Regions from separate parts of the Mus musculus genome. Here region 1 is linked to region 2. A link is a contact called in public promoter capture Hi-C data. All regions are on one chromosome and are shown on one strand. The core of a region is the stretch at or near the end of the contact, and the rest is flanking DNA. Distances in the headings are between cores, read along the strand shown. Region 1 overlaps Thada (thyroid adenoma associated). Region 2 overlaps Thada (thyroid adenoma associated).

What was found. Capture Hi-C pulls out chosen DNA fragments and counts their contacts.
Region 1: a promoter capture Hi-C map of adipose tissue shows a contact between it and region 2. The contact joins two enhancer-like sites. A contact is called at or near these places in 43 of 484 Hi-C or Micro-C datasets (3T3-L1-derived adipocytes, the 63-12 cell line, the AML12 cell line and 25 more), 8 of 115 datasets of contacts at active chromatin or transcription factors (CD8 T cells, the HPC-7 cell line, embryonic stem cells and 4 more) and 4 of 9 other capture datasets (adipose tissue, embryonic stem cells, liver and 1 more).

What each region holds. Positions count from the first base shown.
Region 1 is chr17:84,368,581-84,372,382 of GRCm38.p6, forward strand. All of the region lies in intron 26 of Thada (thyroid adenoma associated), which reads right to left. Among named protein-coding and RNA genes, the nearest start is that of Gm24722, 21 kb to the right of the region's middle. Within about 2 kb of position 1,376, at least 48 of the 459 cell types and tissues checked have an H3K27ac peak or open chromatin away from gene starts, as enhancers often do. A contact at or near this core is called in adipose tissue, where this site is marked.
Region 2 is chr17:84,214,466-84,218,098 of GRCm38.p6, forward strand. All of the region lies in intron 36 of Thada (thyroid adenoma associated), which reads right to left. It overlaps Gm36279 (a long non-coding RNA gene), which reads left to right. Exons shown (of 4, transcript XR_385852.4): 4 at 1,532-3,633. Among named protein-coding and RNA genes, the nearest start is that of Gm36279, 24 kb to the left of the region's middle. Within about 2 kb of position 1,471, at least 56 of the 459 cell types and tissues checked have an H3K27ac peak or open chromatin away from gene starts, as enhancers often do. A contact at or near this core is called in adipose tissue, where this site is marked.

The sequences.
Region 1 (3,802 bases), core at 126-2,625, 150 kb after region 2:
ACATAAATCATTTAACCAGCGATGCTTCCTGGATGGCATTCTCAGCCGTTTGGTGTGCCTACTCACTGAGACATAAAATACCAGCTACACGTGGAAGACTCCTTTGTCTAGGCAGACCTTACTCCTGGGCTCCAGACCCTGTGTATATAACTGCCAAGCGGACATGCTCCATTGGCTCTCCCTCTAGCGTCTCAAGTCTTGGGTCAAAAGTGAACTCAGGAGGCTAGGGATGTTCAGCTGCTACACCGCCTGCCTAGCAAGCATAGTCATTCCCAGAGCCAACAAGCTGGGTGTGGTAACTTACACCTGTAACCAGTGGTAGAGGAGGGAGGAGCGGAAGGTCAATGTCATCTTAACTACATAGTGAGCGAGAGGGTAGCCGGAGACTCATAAATTCCTGGGGGCTGGGGGTGGGGATGGAGGGAGAAAGGAAAGGCAGGTGAGAGGGAGGGAGGGAAAGAGTGAAATAGAGATAGGAAAGGAAGGCAGGCAGGCAAATTATCACACAACCATCCTCAACACCTCTATAAATGATACTACTCCACAGTTTTCTTTACTTGCCTGACTTCTACATATTTCTCAAGCTCACACCCTGACTTTTACGGGATAATCTTCAATCACACCCTGCTTCCAAACCCCTCCCTACAAAAGGCTCTGAGGTCGGGGCCTGCAATGTGGAGTGCACCTACTCTAGTTGACTCTGAGAGTCTTTTTATTTTTGCATATGTGACTGTGCCTGAAGTATGTATGTGTAACACATCCATGTTTGGTGCCTGCAACGGCCTGAACAGGGCGTTGGATTGCCTAGACCTGGAGTGAGCCATCAAGGTGTTTATGGGGACCAAGCCCAGGCTCCGTAAGAAGAGCAAGTGCTTTCATCAACCATCTCTCCAGCCCTTAGCTCGGAGATTCTTAAAGCTAAAGACTTAAATGCTCAGCACATTACTCTGCACACAGCAAGCAAAGCAAGTCCACTGAATAAATGTTTCTAGCAACAGCAAAATGCCCTCTGCATCTCCTCTATGCCAGGCACTCTTTCAGGGTTGTGTGGACAATACTAACACAATCCCACAAGCCTCAGACGTCTGTCTGTCCTGTTTGCTATGTGAGGGTAGTGAAGCAGGGATGAATGTACGTCATCAGTCCTCCAGTATGACATAATGCTCTTATCTCCAGGAGCCTGAGCAATTTTATTCCACCTCTCAGGAAAGAGGACACGATCAAACCACTAGCAAAACTCTGTTGCTTTTAGAAATGGTGTGTATTAGTCAACAAAAAAGCTCTGATATAATGGAAAAATAACTAGGTTAGGAGTTAACACCAGCTCTGCATCACAGCAGATATGAAACATGTAGCAAATTAATCACAGAAACTCCCAAGACTGCCATCTGGAATGGGGCAATAATACTTATCCTACTGGGAATGCCTGGGAACACATGAGATAAGGAGAAGACAGTCTGCAGGCTTTTTATAACGCTGGGTACATTACTGTTATTGCAACCAGAAATAGCAGAATAAGAGGACATTCGCCTCTGCATACAGCCAGTACCTGCAACTGGTCACTGCATACTTTTATTTTGATTTTCTCTTTCAAATAATTGGAAAAGTTTTCACATTTGCATAGCTGTTTCTACCAAATGTTGAAACAATCTTTAGTAAACTGAACCAATTATAGCACATCTGTTTTAAGGCTTTCAGTATAAAATTAGAAAATGAAAAAATACTGAATATTAATAAAAGTTTGAGAATAGTTTCAAATTTTTCAAAAGCAAAACAAGGAGCAACACAAGGAACTAAAGTATCCACACTACAGAGACTTCCCATGTCCTCTGTCACTGGTGGAATCTTATATAATGCAGCCAGGGCTCTGACCCTACAGACTATGAACAGCTCAGTAGATAAATCTCAGTAAGCCTCTACATCAAACAGACTGGAAAAAATCAAAGAGTGCTGAGCTAAGCCAGACTAGACTGATATGTTGGCTTATTCGCTCACTGGTACGCCTGGAAAGGCATAAAGCTAAGTTGTGAGGCTTGCGGTCTAGGCACAAAGCGCTGGTCTTTAGTAGACGTACTGATCACAGAGAGCATCTGCTGCTGCTAAAATAAGTGGAGAGCTTCATCCAGAATAATTTCTGTTGCTTACATTTTAAATAAAGGAAAATAACCTGTCACATGTTGACAAACTTGAGTCACCATTTCAGCTTTTTGAAAACGCTTGGAAATCCAGGGTGTGAATGAGGGCGTAACAGTGCTGCGAATCCAAACCACAGGAGCTGCCAGTTAAACGGAGCAGGAGTCAGCTTTCTGCTTTCATTTACAGCTTCTTATGGTGTTATTAAGTATAGGTTCCTCACATAGATTAGTGAATACAACACTTTATGGGAAAGTAAAATCTGGTGGTATAATTTGAATCTTTTTAGGATTTCTACTGGATAACTGACTCCACTTGGCTGAACAAGCATCTAACTCAATGTTTATTTTTAATGGAGAATACAAATGCAAGCACTTTGTTTTAAAAAACAAACACAATGATCATATAGATCCAAAAGTGTTAACTATTTCAAGCTTCCTTTTTGGATTATTTAGAATCTACACAAGTTTGTTCCCAGCTTATCCATCACTAGTCTCTACTAAGGAAAATGATCCTAAAAATTAACATGGTTTTCACTATTTAAAATCTCACTATTTATATAAAAGCCTAGAGAAGCCAATAATATCCAATAGCTTCAATAGGTAAGCTAAAGATTCTTAGATGTAATCTACTTTACCAATGTCTATTCAGGTCTGCTTAATAATTACAAGGAAAATATACTCACTATAATTTTTTTATAAAATAGCAAGTAGGAAGCAGATGTAGGAGATGTAGAAGGGGAAAGAGAATTCAGAAAGTCTTTCTCTCCTGTAACTTTTACTTCAAAATAATCAAAAAGCAACCACTTCCCCTCGTATTCCTTTAAGCTTTGCACTACATAGGAAATGTTGTTCTCAATTCACTCATGTTAATGCCACTCATGTTTGGTCACTGGATTCCTTGTTCCTATCTGATTCGTGGGTCCCATCAGTATCATTAGTTTCAGTGAATGGTGTCCTGAACGCCTTGTGAGGATTAGCTGTTTTTTTGGCCCTGGGAGAAAGCTCTGCTGGTAAACTACAGTCAAGCCCTTGGCTCTGAGTGCCCTCCTTTCCCAGCTCCTCAGACCACCCAGCACTACTGAATCAGCGACTACACAGTGTGCTGGGAACTCACTACACCCACAATGCAGTCCTCTCTTTGCTATTTCTTTGAGAATACAGATTAACTCATAGGAGACAATACACCATGTCTAAGGTATACGAGGACGGGTCATCCCGCGGCTACGGCTCCGTCAGGAGAGCGCTGGCCAGGTATTTGGGAGGCTGTGGGTCAATCCCTAGTACTGCATAAGCGAGGACGTTGGCACACAGGCGTACAAGCTATGGACTCCAGAGGTGCTAGAAGGAGATGAGGAGTCATCCTGGGCCTCAGCCAGTTCCTGGCCGACCAAGCTATCCTATCTCAAAATGTCAACAACAACAAAAAGGAAGAATCCTGAAGCAAAAGAACACAAACCCTGAGTCAGTGGGTGGAATCATGCAATTAATTTAAAACATAAACAAGCATTCTCACTTGGCCTACAAAACAAAATAAAACAAAAGCAGTAAGACAAAACAAAACAAAAAGTTCCCCCCCACACACACAAATAAATAGCAAACAATGCATGGCATTCCTTTTGTATTGTCTAATTACTCCTGAGCATGGCACCTGCCCCGGAGAGTGGTTG
Region 2 (3,633 bases), core at 221-2,720:
TGAAGATAGCTACAGTGTACTTACATATAATAAATAAATCCTTTAAAAAAAAAAAAAAAAAAAAAAAAAAGAAAGAAAGTAAGCCAGCATGTGGGCTCTGGGAATACTGTTCAACTGGTAAAGTGCTACATGCAAGCATGAGAACATAGCCTGGCTCCCTGGGACCCAGGTAAAAATCTGGGTACAGTGCCATTTACCTGAAATCCCAGAGCTGGGAGACACGATAAGAGATTTCTTGAGGTGAGCCAGTATAACTGATTTGGGATCTTTATTTAAATAAGGTGGGGCATGATTGAGGAAGACAGTCAATATCAAACTCTAGTCATCACATGCACAAACCCCTCAAGAGACAGAAAGACTGGCTGGCCATGGTGGTGCACGCCTTTAATCCCAGTACTTGGGAGGCAGAGGTAGTCAGATGTCTGTGAGTTCAAGGCCAGCCTGGTCTCATCACAGGTTCTAAGACAGTTAGAAATACAAAGAAGGACCTGTTTGGAGGCAGGGGGTCAGGGTTGGGGGTCAGGGGGGAGACTGACAGAAACAGAGAAATCATGAAGACCATTCTTTAGCTGAGTCTCTCGGCTTCCTTTCTCTTTTTACCTGCTCCATTTTAGCCTCCTTTCATCTTTCCTGTAGTTGACTTAGCAGGGAACTAAGATGCTCACCAGAACGTTATATCCTAAACTAAGCCTTGAATTTCAAATATCATTCTTGTCTCTTCAAGCCTCCCAACCCACTAAGTCCACCACTGCAAACTACAAATAGTGGGAGTTTAAGTCCCTATTTTCCGTGGTGAGAGGCAGCCCCACCACAGGCAAACCCTGTGACCGACTCCTTTTCTCTCCAGGTGGTTGGCCTTGAATCTAGCAGGCTGTGCGTTGGGCATCCTGCCTACTGGGTACTCATTTAAAAAAAAAAACCAAACAAACCCAAAACAAAAACCTGTGGTTTCTGGGAAATGGATATTGTGAAATGGAGTGAAAAGAACTTGCAGTCTGAAACTAGTGGCCTTTCCCTCCCCTCACACTTGAGTAAGAACTCCCTGACAGAGCGGCTTCTTCAAAGATGAGAAACAAGGGAGATTTATGGACAGGCCTGTTAAAGAAAGCTGGGACTGCTTGTAGCCACGGTGGAAGGTCAGGGGATTCCTAGATCTCTTCTAGGTTGGTAGGTAGGGTAGACAGGAAGGAGATGAGCCACCAGAAAAATATTCCTGCTAGTTTCTCAGTCAAATCCAATTTTTGGCCAGAAGCCTACTTATGTTTGGCTCAGTCTCTTACTTATAACTCCTGAAGGGCGAGGAAGGGCTAGAGGCAGAGCCTAAGGGCGACACTGCACATGACACATCCTGAGCCCTGGGAGTGCAGAGCCAATGATTTCTATGTGCATTTTGTAAGTATAAAGTAGAGTGTGGACTATCAAACAGGCCTCCCCATCATTTCCCTGGCTGGAGAGGTCAGAGGAATTACATCATGGTGGCCTAGTGGCAAAGGCTTATAACACTGAGGACTCTTACTTTCTGGTCTGACAGGACTGAAGTACCAGTGTGACCTGACCTAAGCCTGCAAGGCTCATTATGGCTCACAAGGGAGGCTGCACAGGAAAGCCCACCACCCTGAGGTCCAGATCCACCTGCCTTTCCACAACCAAAGAGAGCTACAGAAACCAGGTCACAGTCTGATGCAAGCCACTCTAGGTGCTAACCTGTCAGCTACCTTGCTGATGCAAGATATTCTCTATCCTGAAAATCTCTATCCTTAAAAAGCTTCTGGTGTGGGTGAGCCGATGAGACTCCTGACCAACAAACACCAGAACTGAAGAAGGTGGGTGTGACCAAAGTCGTCTGAGTTCTGATGTCCAAAAGGCCATGTGGAAAAGGAGGTCCAAGGAGCTGGCTAGGCCTTAGGAACCTAAGACTAATGGGCTGACTTAGCACAGGCCATGACAACACTCCCACAGACATGAAGTAGGTATAGGCAGGGTGACTCTAAAAGGACCTGGGACTCTACCCATTCTTGGGTCTTTCCACAGTGTCACTCTGCCATATCCCTCCTGCATGTCTTTATTCTTTAGCCTCTACTAGGTGCTGTCACCCAGTCACTTCTCTTCCCATCACTTCTAACGATATGGTGATTGTAATTGCAAGGTGTGTGTGCTTGTCTTCTAAGTAAGCCTTTACATTTCAGGCAATGGATGGGGCTAAAATGTCACACGGATCCACATTCACTTGATTTTATTTTATTTTTTTAATTTTGAGACAGGATTTCTGTGTAGCCCTGGCTATCCTAGAACTCGCTCTATAAACCAAGCTGGCCTCAAACTCACAGATATCCACCTGCCTCTGCCTCTCAAGTACTGGGATTAAATGTGTGTGTCACTACCATCTGGCCCATATTCTCATTTATGAGGACAGAGACAATTCATCCATCTTTTCTCGTATACTTGGCTCTGTGAGTTGCGATGATAAAAGCAACATGGATGCAAGCGAGGTAAAATCTGTCTGGGAATGATGAGCAGGGTTCTAAATAACCAAGGCCAGGGGCTCAGTACCATTCAAATGTGAGCCCCCAGCTGCCAGTGTGAATGCAGCTAGCCCTCTGCAGTATTAGAGCATGTCAGAACTAGAGGATGGAAGTGGGAAGTATGCATCTCTCTTCCATGCCCATCCCCTACCATGTAGACGGGGAACGTCTTAGCTGAGCATGTTGCTACTTGGCTCAAATCAACAGTCCTGGGCCTCTTGTGAGAGCTGCAGACCACGAGCAGCTCCTGGCTGCTAAGGTTGATGTTGAAGGAGATGCAGCACCTACAGTGGCCTTCCCTTCCTCCTGTCACTAGACAGTGCACATGGGAGTGAGGCTGGACCTACCGTCTTAGAAGACAAGAGGGACAGTACAACTGCAAATGTAGAGCAGTGGGAAATAAGGTGTGGGTCCCTTGATGACAGGGCCACCACACAAGCCTGCTGGGTATTCTGAGTTAGGGAGAAAAGCTACTGACTTGTTTAAGCAACTACAAACGTGGTCTCCATGCTGCAGACACTAGTGGTTTGTTTCATGCTTGAAGCTGGAATCCCTGTCCACACATGCCCTACACTCTGGTACTGTGGGTACTCCTGCTAGAGGTGTGTGTGTGTGTGGGGGGCAAGATCAAAGGAGAAGAGAAGGCAGTGTCGAGGTCAGCTTTGGATTCTCACCTCCTGTTCTCTGCCTTTGGTCCTCAAGACAAGCTTCATTTTGTTTCTTTTAAAGGCAGGGTCTCACCATGTAGCTGGCCTGGAATTCAAAGATCTGCCTATTTCCACCTCCCAAGTACTGGGATTAAAGTCATGTGCCACCACACCCGTTCATTTTGACAAGCTCTGTCAGTACACTCACTGAAGATTCCCTGCCCTTTAGACACACTGGACACTTGTTGCCTCAGAGAGCTGGCCAAAGCACAGCTCCTAGGATACGGTCTTTTCCAGTGTCACACATAAAGACGTGCCCAACTGCTGTCCTGTGCTCTTTTTAGAAACCCTGAGAGGCATTAGATTTACAACACAGCACTCTGTCTGATTGCACACACAGTCTCCCAGCATGGGCCCAGGTAAAATTCCTCTTTGCAGCAAACACAGTAACAGCCACTTTCCAT